Linked DNA regions of Mus musculus: region 1 is linked to region 2. A link is a contact called in public HiChIP or PLAC-seq data. All regions are on one chromosome and are shown on one strand. Each heading gives the region's core, a stretch centred on a gene start, on an enhancer-like site or on the middle of the called end of the contact. The rest is flanking DNA. Distances are from core to core; before and after follow the strand shown.

Region 1 (5,432 bases), core at 2,042-4,541, 120 kb after region 2:
TCTTTCAGATCAACATCCCACTGTATGATTAAAGAAAACATGCAAGTTGTGTATCTAGATATTCACCATATAATAGACAGAAATGTGACCCATTCAGTGTTAAATATGAAAGTGTTGGCTTCTTGCTTCTTTGTGTGTGTGTGTGTGTGTGTGTGTGTGTGTGTGTGTGTAAGAACGACAGAGACAAAGCATTCTATAAGCTGACAAAAATTTTATCCAATTTGATTTGCAGATTAGGACTCTCCTCTCCTGATTTATTGCTCTCCAGGCCTGTAAAATGTTGAAAACAATTAACTTTAGGAAAGACTTTGGGATGGGCACTTCCAAATCCAAATGAAAAAGGGATAAGACAGAGTTGGGTTACTTTAAAAGAGGGGGAAGGAAAGTTTCACCAGAGCAATATGGCATATGTGAGCTGTTGTTTGTTCAGACACTGGGATGATTTTCTAAGCTTTTGTCCAACCCTATAAGACATTAAGAAGCCCTGAGCCTACTCAGGAATGCCCCAGACAAAAGGCTGAAAATTGGTTCTGAGCTTCAACTGCCCTGAGCACTGCAGTGTTGGTACCAGAAGGAGAAAGTTCTGTTCAATATTTGACCCAATAGGCTAGTGACTAGTTTTCATAGTTCTGGGAATACACATGCACATTATACACACATACACCACCACCACCACCACCACCACCACCACACCACACCATGCACACACACACACACACACACACACACACACACACACATACACATACAAACACCATCAAACACATGCACAAACCCACATACCCCCAACACACACCACACACATTCCATACTATACACAAACACAAAAACACACACCCCACATATTACGAATACCACACATACATACCACACACATAAATTTACACAGACTCTGACAGCATGCACAAGACCTGCACAGATTCAAGCCAGACAAAAATCCCAGCGCTGACAAGGGGACGTGGACACTGTCACTGGCTATACCAATCATATTCTAGGGCAGGGCTCATGCACAAAAGTAATTGACCAACACAAAATGGACTCTGTGTGTGTGTGTGTGAGGAGTGTGTGTGGGAGAGAGAGGAGAGAGAGAGAGAGAGAGAGAGAGAGAGAGAGAGAGAGAGAGGTGAGAGCGCCCACGTTCAAATTGGCTCTTGTTTTTTGTTTTGTTTTACTGTTCATTATTTTATGTTTTTCTTTTTTAGTTATCTTTGACTTTCATTTTGTTTTGTTTTGTCTTTTGAGAAAGAGAGAACATGAAGTTGGGTGGTAGGGAGGTGGGCAGGCTATCTGGGATGGATTGGGGAGGGAAAAGAATATGATCAAAATATACTGTGTAAAAAGATTTCAATAAGAAGGAAGAATGAAAACATGTGTTGGGGTGGAGAGCTGTGTACTCAGTCCACATCCTATAAGGGAAGGGGAGCCTGAGTTTGGATCTCAAGACTGGAGAGCTTCCGGCTCACTGAGAGACCCTGTCCCAAAGAACTGAGGTGGAAAGCAGTCAAGGAAAGCCTTCCAGTATCTATCTCTGGCCTACCTACCTGAGCATGTACAGGTGCTATATAGTACACATGTGCATGCTTGGGAAATGGGGGTCTCAGTGACAGACGAGAAATAGTCAGGAGATTGACTAGAAACACCCAAACTCAAGGCCAGCCTAAGCTATACATATTGAGATCCTGTCTCCAAAATAGTAGTAGTAGTAGTAGTAGTAGTAGTAGTAGTACCACCAAACAAGTAGAGGACAAGTCTAAGGAAACCAGAAACTGATCTAAGAAGCAAATACAATCCTTGGGGTTGGAGATGGCTAGGTGGTGGAGACGCCTCTGCAGGGAGCTTCCACCTGTGAAGGAGCTTGTAGCATGGCTTGTGACTCCTCGGGAAGGAAAGAAGGACTAGAGCTCTCAGGGTTTGTTTCCCCAGCAGCCCATTTCTTCCTGCTCTGCCCCACCTCCTAATTTACTGTGGAGCCTCCCTTCCCCCAAGCTATCAGCTCGAAATGAATATGGGAGCCTGTAGGGTTCACATCCAAGCCAGGGCGCCAGCTAAACCTCCCCTCCACAGACAGACTCTATCAACTGGCTTGGAAGATAGCAATTATCATTCATCTGCCTTTTAACTGTACAGCTCGGTTGCTTCCGAACCTTAGAGAAAGCCAATGAGCAAGTTCAAGTCCTTTGTGTTTTCTCCTGAAAACACAAAAAAAGGTAAAAGAAACATTAAGCAGGACCCTCAGGATCCCATGGTTTAAATAACAGCTGGAATTTTCCATTTTCCTGCGGTAACCCATTGTTGCACGTGTGTGTTAAGTAACGTGTGAAACTAAGAAGAAACAGGGCAGGAGTGAAACAGATAGTGCCTACTGCAGGTAGGAACAAAAGCAACTTCCAAATCTCTTGGGGATATTTAAATATCATCCCAGTGTGAATGACTAACAAACACTGTGTCTCCTAAGCTAAGAATCACACCAACAATCAGGGAGACTTTGGAAGTCAAGCCAGCAAGACCTCCCGAACGCTTTTGCCCTTCTGACCTACACTTTTCTTCCTTCCCCAAGGAGACAGTGCCCACCCCCACAGCACAGCCCCGCCAAAGCACTGGGCCGGGGTGTGAGCTCGGAGCGGGTGCCCGTGTCTCCACTACTCAAGCCTGACTGTGGCCACATAGGCTCTGTCTGGCTCAGGAAGAGGAGTGAAAGGAAGAGGTCGCTCCATTCGGCTAGAGAGAGGGAGCGCACAGAAGTTAACCTCAGCTGCCTCGAATTACATCTGTCTACACATGTATGTCAAAAGCTGCTTAGAAATTAAGCGAGGCTAACTTCTCTTTATGAGTTCTCTTTCATCTCGGGAATTCAAAGCGTTTTGTCACAAAACCGTCATCTTTGGCATAAAAAAATGTAAATTCGAAGTTCAGGTCCTTTAAACTTTCGCGAAGCAGGGGTGGGGAGGGAGGTGGGGGGAGTGCTAAAATAAAAGTAATCCTTTTATCATTATAAGATCCAAGTAGCCAACAAAAGACCACACAGCCTGGAAAAAAAAAAAAAACCCCGCTTTAGATGAAAGGCCTCCACCTCCTCTTCTAAGGCATTCATCTAATTAAAATCACAATTAAGTCAAGGGGGCGAGAGCAGTGACTAAGACTCTAAAGCAGATGCGAAGCACTTTGACTCATACAGGATATGTTGGATTTTCTCGACATTTGGCAAAAGAAATTCGAGTCCTATCCACCCTTCTCTGACCCAGTAAACTCCCTCTCAGGGGCGGGGTGGCGAGGCTCTAAGGAGCCCACAGGTCCAGTGGTGCTGTCTACACATGAATTTTATAGTAAGGAAAACCTTGGAATCTCCCCGGCTCCGGCTTCTGAGTCATTCGTGGGTGTTTGTTTTTTGGGGCTCTGGCTTTGAGTCACCACCCTTCCTGCCGTTGCTCCTCTCAGTCGGGAGGGGGTGGGGGGTGCAATGAGTAAAAAGAAACAAATATCTGTGGCGTTTAGAAGTGGGACTTGGGCGTTGGTGGCTTGATTTTATACGTCCGCCTTTACTTTGAGATTCGCTCTTTCTTTGGTAAGTGTGTAAGATTTGAAAACTACAGCGGGAAAGAGGAAGAAGAGAGTTGAGAACGGCTGAGTCTTTTAAGGATGTGACCTAGGCAAGCGGAAAGAGTGGCCAAAGTAAAAATAGGTGGCTGTGGCTGGGGGGCTGGCAGGGCAGCCGAGTCCACAGTCCAAGCCCAACTGAGCCAGAAGCCTTCAGGGAGACCCGCAAAAGCTTTGAATTTCAGCCCAGTGGAATGTGGAGATTGAAATTTGAAACTGGGCCTTTTGTATGCAGCAGGAGACTGCCATTCCTAGCATAAATACATAGAAACATAATACAGCATAAATACAGGTGCCTGTACAGATACTTGGCTGAAATGTCTGGACCATGAAAACCAAGCCTGGGGCTTCTCAGCCTGACCACTGAGGAAGAAAAGAGTGTTACCTGCTCCCTCTCTCATTTATAGGAGAAAGCACCTCATCACCTCACTACAAAGAGGAAAACAGATAAACTTGGGGCTGTCTTCCTGGGGCATTGACATTTAAAAGTAAACAGAATCCATGTCTTGTTTTCTTGAGTTTGCTGTTTGTTTGTTTGTTTGTTTGTTTGTTTGTTTATATTCTCCGTGTATGGGTGTTTTGCCCAAATAGATGTCTAGTACAGAATGTGGAGAAACTGCTTCCTGTGGCCAGAAGGGGCGCTATATCCCCCTGGAACTGGAGTTACAGATAATTGACCCCCACCATGAGGATTCTGGGAAACAAACCTGGGTCCTCTGCAAGAACAAGAAGTGTTCTTAACTGCTGAGCTCTTTCTTGAGTCACACTGCCTTGTTTTTCAAGATAAGTATCTTAGGTTATTACAAATGAACTCCTGAACTAATTACTTTGTACACACATATATGTAAGAGACACTCAAGGCCTATTCCAAATCAACACACCTAATTGTGTCTTTGTGGCTAACAAACCTGTCTCTGGCTAACTTTATCTATCTGCTCTTTCCAGAATAATTCAGCTTGCATCTTACTTAATATTGAGTACACCTTCTCAGAAAGGGGACCAATGAGATAGTGTCAGATGTTATCACAGCAGCTCATTCTGCTCCTAAGTTCAATGTTTGGTATAGCTAAGAATCAAGCCTCTGGGGCGTGTCTCCCATGCTGGCTTGGTTCTTTAGCTATGAGCTACCTACCAAGTTGTACCAGACTCACATCACACCTCCTGCACAGCTGCCATGGAGCTTTTCAGGATAGACATTGATTATGAATCCTGTGGTCTCTTGCAAAAGCATAGTATTTGAAAGTGTGGTAGTCCTTTCTGTGCAGAAGAGGCCAGTTTCAGAGAAAAAAAGAAATGAGTTCATACCTCACAGATGAGATGACAAAGTGCTGCAAACTGGAGTTTATGTTTTTAAGTAAGGGCTGAGTGTGTATCTTAGTTGGTTAAATGCTTGCCTAGCATGTATGAAGTCTTCAGGTCAATCCCCAGCAGGCATGTTGACACATATCTGTAGACCCTGGACATAGGAGGACCAGAAGCCATCTTTCTACAAAGGGAGTTTGAAGCCACCCTAGGATTTATAAGACTTGGCCTCAAAAACTCAAATGGGGTTGAGAAGATAGCCCCAGGGTTAAGAGTACATGTGGCTCTTCTAGAGGACTTTATCACCCACCCAGACAGTTCATATGTGTCTATAATTCTAGCTCCAGGGGTTGCTCATTCTTCTGACATTCCCACATGTGACAGACACTGACACAGACATTCATACATACACATAAAGTAAAACAAATGTACAATCATTCCGTAATGTCTGGAGAGATCATAGATGGAATGTGCTTCCTGGGGGCTACTGTTGGGCCATATAGCAAGAACAAATCAGCTCTGCCCTTCAAGGAACT
Region 2 (5,718 bases), core at 3,014-5,513:
GATGATTTCCCTGTGCCCTCTAGTGAGTCTGGCTAAGGGTTTATCTATCTTGTTGTTTTTCTCAAAGAACCAGCTCCTTGATTTGGTTGATTCGTTGAATAGTTCTTCTTGTTTCCACTTGGTTGATTTCACCGCTGAGTTTGATTATTTTCTGCCATCTACTCCTCTTGGGTGAATTTGCTTCCTTTTGTTGTAGAGCTTTTAGGTGTGTTGTCAAGCTGCTAATGTGTGCTCTCTCTAGTTTCTTTTTGAAGGCACTCAGAGCTATGAGTTTTCCTGTTAGAAATACTTTCATTTTGTCCTTAAGTTAGGGTATGTTGTGGCTTCAGTTTTATTAAACTCTAAAAATTCTTTAATTTTTTTCTTTATTCCTTCTTGACCCAGTTATCATTGAGAAGAGTGTTGTTCAGTTTCCACGTGAATGTTGGCTTTCTATTATTTATGTTGTTATTGAAGATCAGCCTTAGTGCATGGTGATCTGATAATATGCATGGGACAATTTCAATATTTTTGTATCTGTTGAGGCCTGTTTTGTGACCAGTTATATGGTCAATTTTGGAAAAGGTACCATGTGGTGCTGAGAAGAAGGTATATCCTTTTGTTTTAGGATAAAATGTTCTGTAGATATCTGTTAAATCCATTTGTTTCATAACTTCTGTTAGTTTCACTGTGTCCCTGTTTAGTTTCTCTCTTCCATCTCTTGTATTCTGTTGCTGTTGCTGTTGCTCATATCTATGGTTCTAGATTTCTTTCCAAGGGTTTCTATCTCCAGTGTTGCCTCACTTTGGGTTTTCTTTATTTTGTCTACTTCCCTTTTTAGGTCTTGTATGGTTTTGTTCATTTCCATCACCTGTTTGGATGCATTTTCCTGTTTTTCTTTAAGGACTTCTACCTGTTTGGCTGTGTTTTGCTGTTTTTCTTTAAGGACTTCTAACTCTTTAGCAGTGTTCTCCTGTATTTCTTTAAGTGAGTTATGAAAGTCCTTCTTGATGTCCTCTACCATCATTATGAGATATGCTTTTAAATCCGGGTCTAGCTTTTCAGGTGCGTTGGGGTGTCCAGGCCTGGCTGAGGTGGGAATGCTGGGTTCTGATTATGGTGAGTGGTCTTGGTTTCTGTTAGTAAGATTCTTACATTTGCCTTTTGCCATCTGGTAATCTCTGGAGTTAGTTGTTATAGTTGTCTCTGGTTTGAGCTTGTTCCTTTTGTGAGTCTCTTAGCCTCTATCAGCCAACCTGGGAGACTAGCTCTCTCCTGAGTTTCAGTGGTTAGAGCACTCTCTGCAGGCAAGATCTCCTCCTGCAAGGAAGGTGCACAGATATCTGGCTTTCGGACCTGCCTCCCGGCAGAAGATGAAGGCCTGAAACAGGGCCTGTCCCAGAAGTTGTTAGCTTCTGTAGTCCACACTCTCACCTGTGCAGACTAGTCTAGGCAGGATCCGGGAACCAAGGTGGCTCCCCCAGGTGCTACAGCAAAGTCCTTCCAGGCGGGACAGACACCTCTCCTCTGGCAGGGAAGGTGCCCGGATCTTGCCTTGTATTTTTTAATATGATACACATGTGCTTGTCATGTTTTCCCATGCAGTGTCTTCTTTTTATACTTTATCTTTTATCCTTTTTGACAAACATCAAGACCCCTCCCAGTTATTTATTAGCATTTCTAAAGAGCTTTCTTTTACCAGCTTCTCAAATCAGCCCTAAGAATTAGCTTACCTCAGTTTTTTGAGACCATAGGGTTTTTTTTATGTACATCTACTAGTGTACTAGTGTATGTTATGTTATAATTAATAACGTAATAATGAATGAATGCGTAAGGATGGACAGATGTGTGGATGTATGAACACACACATGATTGAGCATGCATAATGTTATTATATTATTCAAATGCTGATTTCTGGGCCCCCATATCTGGAATCCTTACTTTGAGAATCTCCTATTTCAATGTTGTATAAACATTGTTCCCAATTATTCCCTGATTAGTCAAAAGTATAAAAATAAAAAGGTGATCAGCTGATGATTGAGCAGGAGAGGAAATAGGGCTCAACCTCTTCCTAGCATGGCAGGGGGAGGGGGATAGGAAGTGGAGATCAGGCCCAAAGGTTAGGGACCAGAAGGCATCAAAAGAAAACAACTAGAGCAGAAAAAAATGTTTAAATGCAAATATCACAGGAAGGTGGCCAGATTACCTTACAGGATTAACATAGATTAATACTGCTCAACTGTTGTGCTTTAAAGCTGTTAAATAGATAAAACAGTCCAGTTTTAATTACTCAGTTAAGAGAAAACTACAACATTTATAAAATAGCCTCTGTAAATGGATTTTTGTCCGGGATTGGTTCTAATACTTTTTCTTAATTTGGCTCCCAAAATTACATGGAAATCTTCATGTAGAGACATTGAGGGTCTCTGTTCCCCATTGGTTTTTGATTAATAATAAAGACCCAAAGGCCAATGGCTAGACAGGGGGAAAGTGGCAGGACTTTTAGGATTCTTGGGCAAGAGGGAGAAGGAACAGAATCACCATGACACGAAAGCATGGAGATCAGATTCAAAAGCTGCAGGAGAGAAACCATGCAACAATATGGGTGCAAAGGGAACGTGGCCCGATGGGAGGCTGCCCAGAAGGAAACAGGGCAGCAAAGATAAAATACAGATTTAGAAAGTGTTGACTCAGGAATACCAGAGGGGAGTGTGTGCAAACAGCGGGGAGGTTTCAAAGTGCCCAACCTTTGAGCTAATCAAGGCATATCAAAATATAAGAGCTGCATGTGTGTTTCTTTCATTTGTGAATCCAGAGAACTCTGGCAGGAAGCAGGAAGTGTGCTCACCACCAGGAGCCCAGTGCAGTTTAACTATTCACCACTACAGATTTTAATAAACTTTATTAATTATTAATATGACCTGGCAAGCCCCCCAATAGCCAAGGCAGAGTCCTATAGATTATTTAATTAGCTCCTGCACAATTACTGGGGGATTATCCCTAATCTATATTTCTATTTGCTAGACTGGTTTTTTTGGTTTTTGTTTGTTTGTTTTGTTGGTTGGTTTTGGTTTTTCGAGACAGGGTTTCTCTGTTTAGCCCTGGCTGTCCTGGAACTCACTCTGTAGACCAGGTTGGGCTCAAACTCAGAAATCTGCCTGCCTCTGCCTCCCAAGTGCTGGGATTAAAGGTGTGCGCCACCACGCCTGCCTCTGCTAGACTGTTAATTCCCAACTGTGCTCCCCAAACACTTGTTTGAACCTCGCCTAGGTTACTTCTGCTCCAGCAGTCTGTCTTGGGGGGCAGAGAATAGGGCATTTCAGTAGGGCACGTGCTTCCAGTCCATCACATCTAACATAGACCTCCTGTTGTCTTTGTCTTCTTCCTCCTTCACTCTCCTACCTCTCCTTCTGTCATGGGTCCTACCTGCAACCCCCAGCCCCATAACTGAAACTCTACCTACCTCTAATCTCCCCAGTAATTGGCTGTAGACACCTTTATTTAACCAATAGTTTTAAATTGGGGAGCAAAGTTTACATAGCATCACTTGGTGTATATGAAGATCTGCTCATAGGGACCAGTACTTAGCATTTGAGTACATAGCAGCACACGACTGACCCCCAACAAGAAACTAACATGAGCGGCAGCTACATGGATGGACTTTCTGATGGAGACAGGAGAAAGTAGATCTAGAGCCCAGCTACCTTCCATCTACCTCTAGCATAGTGAAGAAAATCTCTCTTTTTCAGAACTCTATTCGCTGGCCCCTCCTTTCTTTCCCCTTTCTAGCCAATAGTCCTCTGGGTCAGAAGAATGTAGGATGTACTGCTTAAAGATGCTGAGCATTTGATCTGACAGGCAGGTTCCCATGGCAACAGTCTCTACAAAGCATGATGACAGGTCTACTTCTCTTCAAGCCTTGACTTCCTACCTAGTCATAGCTGGTGGGAGACAGAAAAGAGACACTCAGTGGTGTTCTGTAGGATAATTTGTGCTATGCCCCATTGTCTCCGCATTGTATGCTTTTAGAAGCTGTAAAGTCTGATTTTCTGGAAACATTTTGGTTTTTTGTTTGTTTTCTTTCCTGTTTGCTTTTTATATTTGTGATGGGAGGAGATGGTGGAAAAATAAACAGAGCAAATCCAATTCATTTTGCAAATGCTCCGTAAATCAGTCTCCAGCTCCTACTTCACAGGCAGGTTTGAGCAATAGTGAGAGGAAGCCCTGTTTGCTGCTCAGGTGCTTGTGTAAAGAAAGACTGTGGCACAGTATCCCAGATGTTACTGTGTCCTTGACTGGAGAACTGGGCCCCTGAGGACTTGTCCTGAGAGCTTGGTGGTTTGAGTCTGTTGTTTACTCTGTCTTTACCACAGGAAATCTGTCTTTACCACAGAATAGCTGTAGAAAACCGTTATTATAATAACCCGAAGTCTGGTGATACATTCTGGGAACCTGGAGAATTTTCTTTTTCTCTGTGAACCCTGGTTTGGTTTGGTTTGGTTTGTTTGGACTTTATTCATGAGTGGACAATGGGTGACATATGGCTTTCGATTACATATATTGCAAATCTAATTTTTCTTAGTTGGCACATCTTATTACAGTATTTTTCCAATATTCTATTTAATTGAGAGTATCTAGTTGGGTAACTTGAAAGGAGGCAAGAATGATATAAGTATTCTTGGTATGTTGAAGAATTTCAACAGTGATATTTTCCCACTAAATTTCTACTGCCCACACCAGGTTATATCCCCATATATAATGGAGCCATTTTTTTCCTTTAGATTTGTCTGTGTTTGTGCACATATGTGTATGCAACTGTGTGTGTAAAGGTGCATGTGTTTAGACATGCATGAGGAGGCCAGAGGATAATCTTGGAGTGCTTGGGGGCAGGGGGAGAAGAAGAGGGGAGAGAGGGAAAGCCTTTCTGACTGTCTTGGAGCTTGCTAAGTAGGCTAGGCTAGCCGATCAGTAAGCAGCAAGAAGCACAACACTGCCTCTGCCTCCTCTGGGCTGGGAGTACAAGAGTATGAAATGATACCTAGTTTAAAAATCAACCAAAAACATAGTTCTGAGAATCCAACTCATATTTGCAAGGCAATCAGTTTAGAAATTACCTCCTCATCCCTTTTTTAAAATTTATTTTATCTAAAACTATAGCCTCTTTTTATTCCTATTATCTCTTCTCCTCAGCCATCCTAACTTCCCATCTTGTGCAATAGTTAAAACTGTGAGCTGTTTGGCCTGGAGTGACAGGAGAGGTGGGAGGTGTTGTTGTTAAGTAATATTTAATGATTCAGGTTTTTTGCAGGTTTCCTTCCCAACTTTGACCATTTATGTTCCAAATGAAAGACACACACACACACACACACACACACACACACACACACACACACACAGCCTTTGTATTTTAATATACCTCATGTAGCACAATAGCTGGGTAGTTGCCTAGCCTCCACGCTGTTAGAATCTACCTCCTATCCATAACCCTATTATTACTTACTAGGTTTCATCTGGCTATTCTTAACTCCAATTAGTCAGCCCTCTGGGCTACATTCTCTTGGCCCAGAGCCCAGGGTCCTCTTCTTGCTTCTCTTTCTCCCATGGTGGCTCTGTCTCTCTCCCCTTCTGCTCACTCTTCTCTAAGGCATGGTTTTCATATATATTTTATGTATTTTTGGCTCCCTCCTCCTCCTCCTCCTTTTCCTCCACCTTGCTAGTGGCCCCAAGCCCAGGAGACCT

Evidence for each region. HiChIP or PLAC-seq counts read pairs in DNA pulled down with a chosen protein or histone mark.
Region 1: a RAD21 HiChIP or PLAC-seq map of pro-B cells shows a contact between it and region 2, with 2.2 times the contacts expected there. The contact joins two enhancer-like sites. A contact is called at or near these places in 1 of 15 datasets of contacts at CTCF or cohesin (pro-B cells), 4 of 484 Hi-C or Micro-C datasets (muscle stem cells, myocytes, nephron progenitors and 1 more) and 1 of 115 datasets of contacts at active chromatin or transcription factors (fibro-adipogenic progenitors).

The regions. Positions count from the first base shown.
Region 1 is chr14:14,629,975-14,635,406 of GRCm38.p6, forward strand. No RefSeq gene overlaps it. Among named protein-coding and RNA genes, the nearest start is that of Slc4a7, 70 kb to the right of the region's middle. Within about 2 kb of position 3,292, at least 282 of the 459 cell types and tissues checked have an H3K27ac peak or open chromatin away from gene starts, as enhancers often do. A contact at or near this core is called in muscle stem cells, pancreatic cancer cells and pro-B cells, where this site is marked.
Region 2 is chr14:14,509,423-14,515,140 of GRCm38.p6, forward strand. No RefSeq gene overlaps it. Among named protein-coding and RNA genes, the nearest start is that of Il3ra, 170 kb to the left of the region's middle. Within about 2 kb of position 4,264, at least 44 of the 459 cell types and tissues checked have an H3K27ac peak or open chromatin away from gene starts, as enhancers often do. A contact at or near this core is called in muscle stem cells, pancreatic cancer cells and pro-B cells, where this site is marked.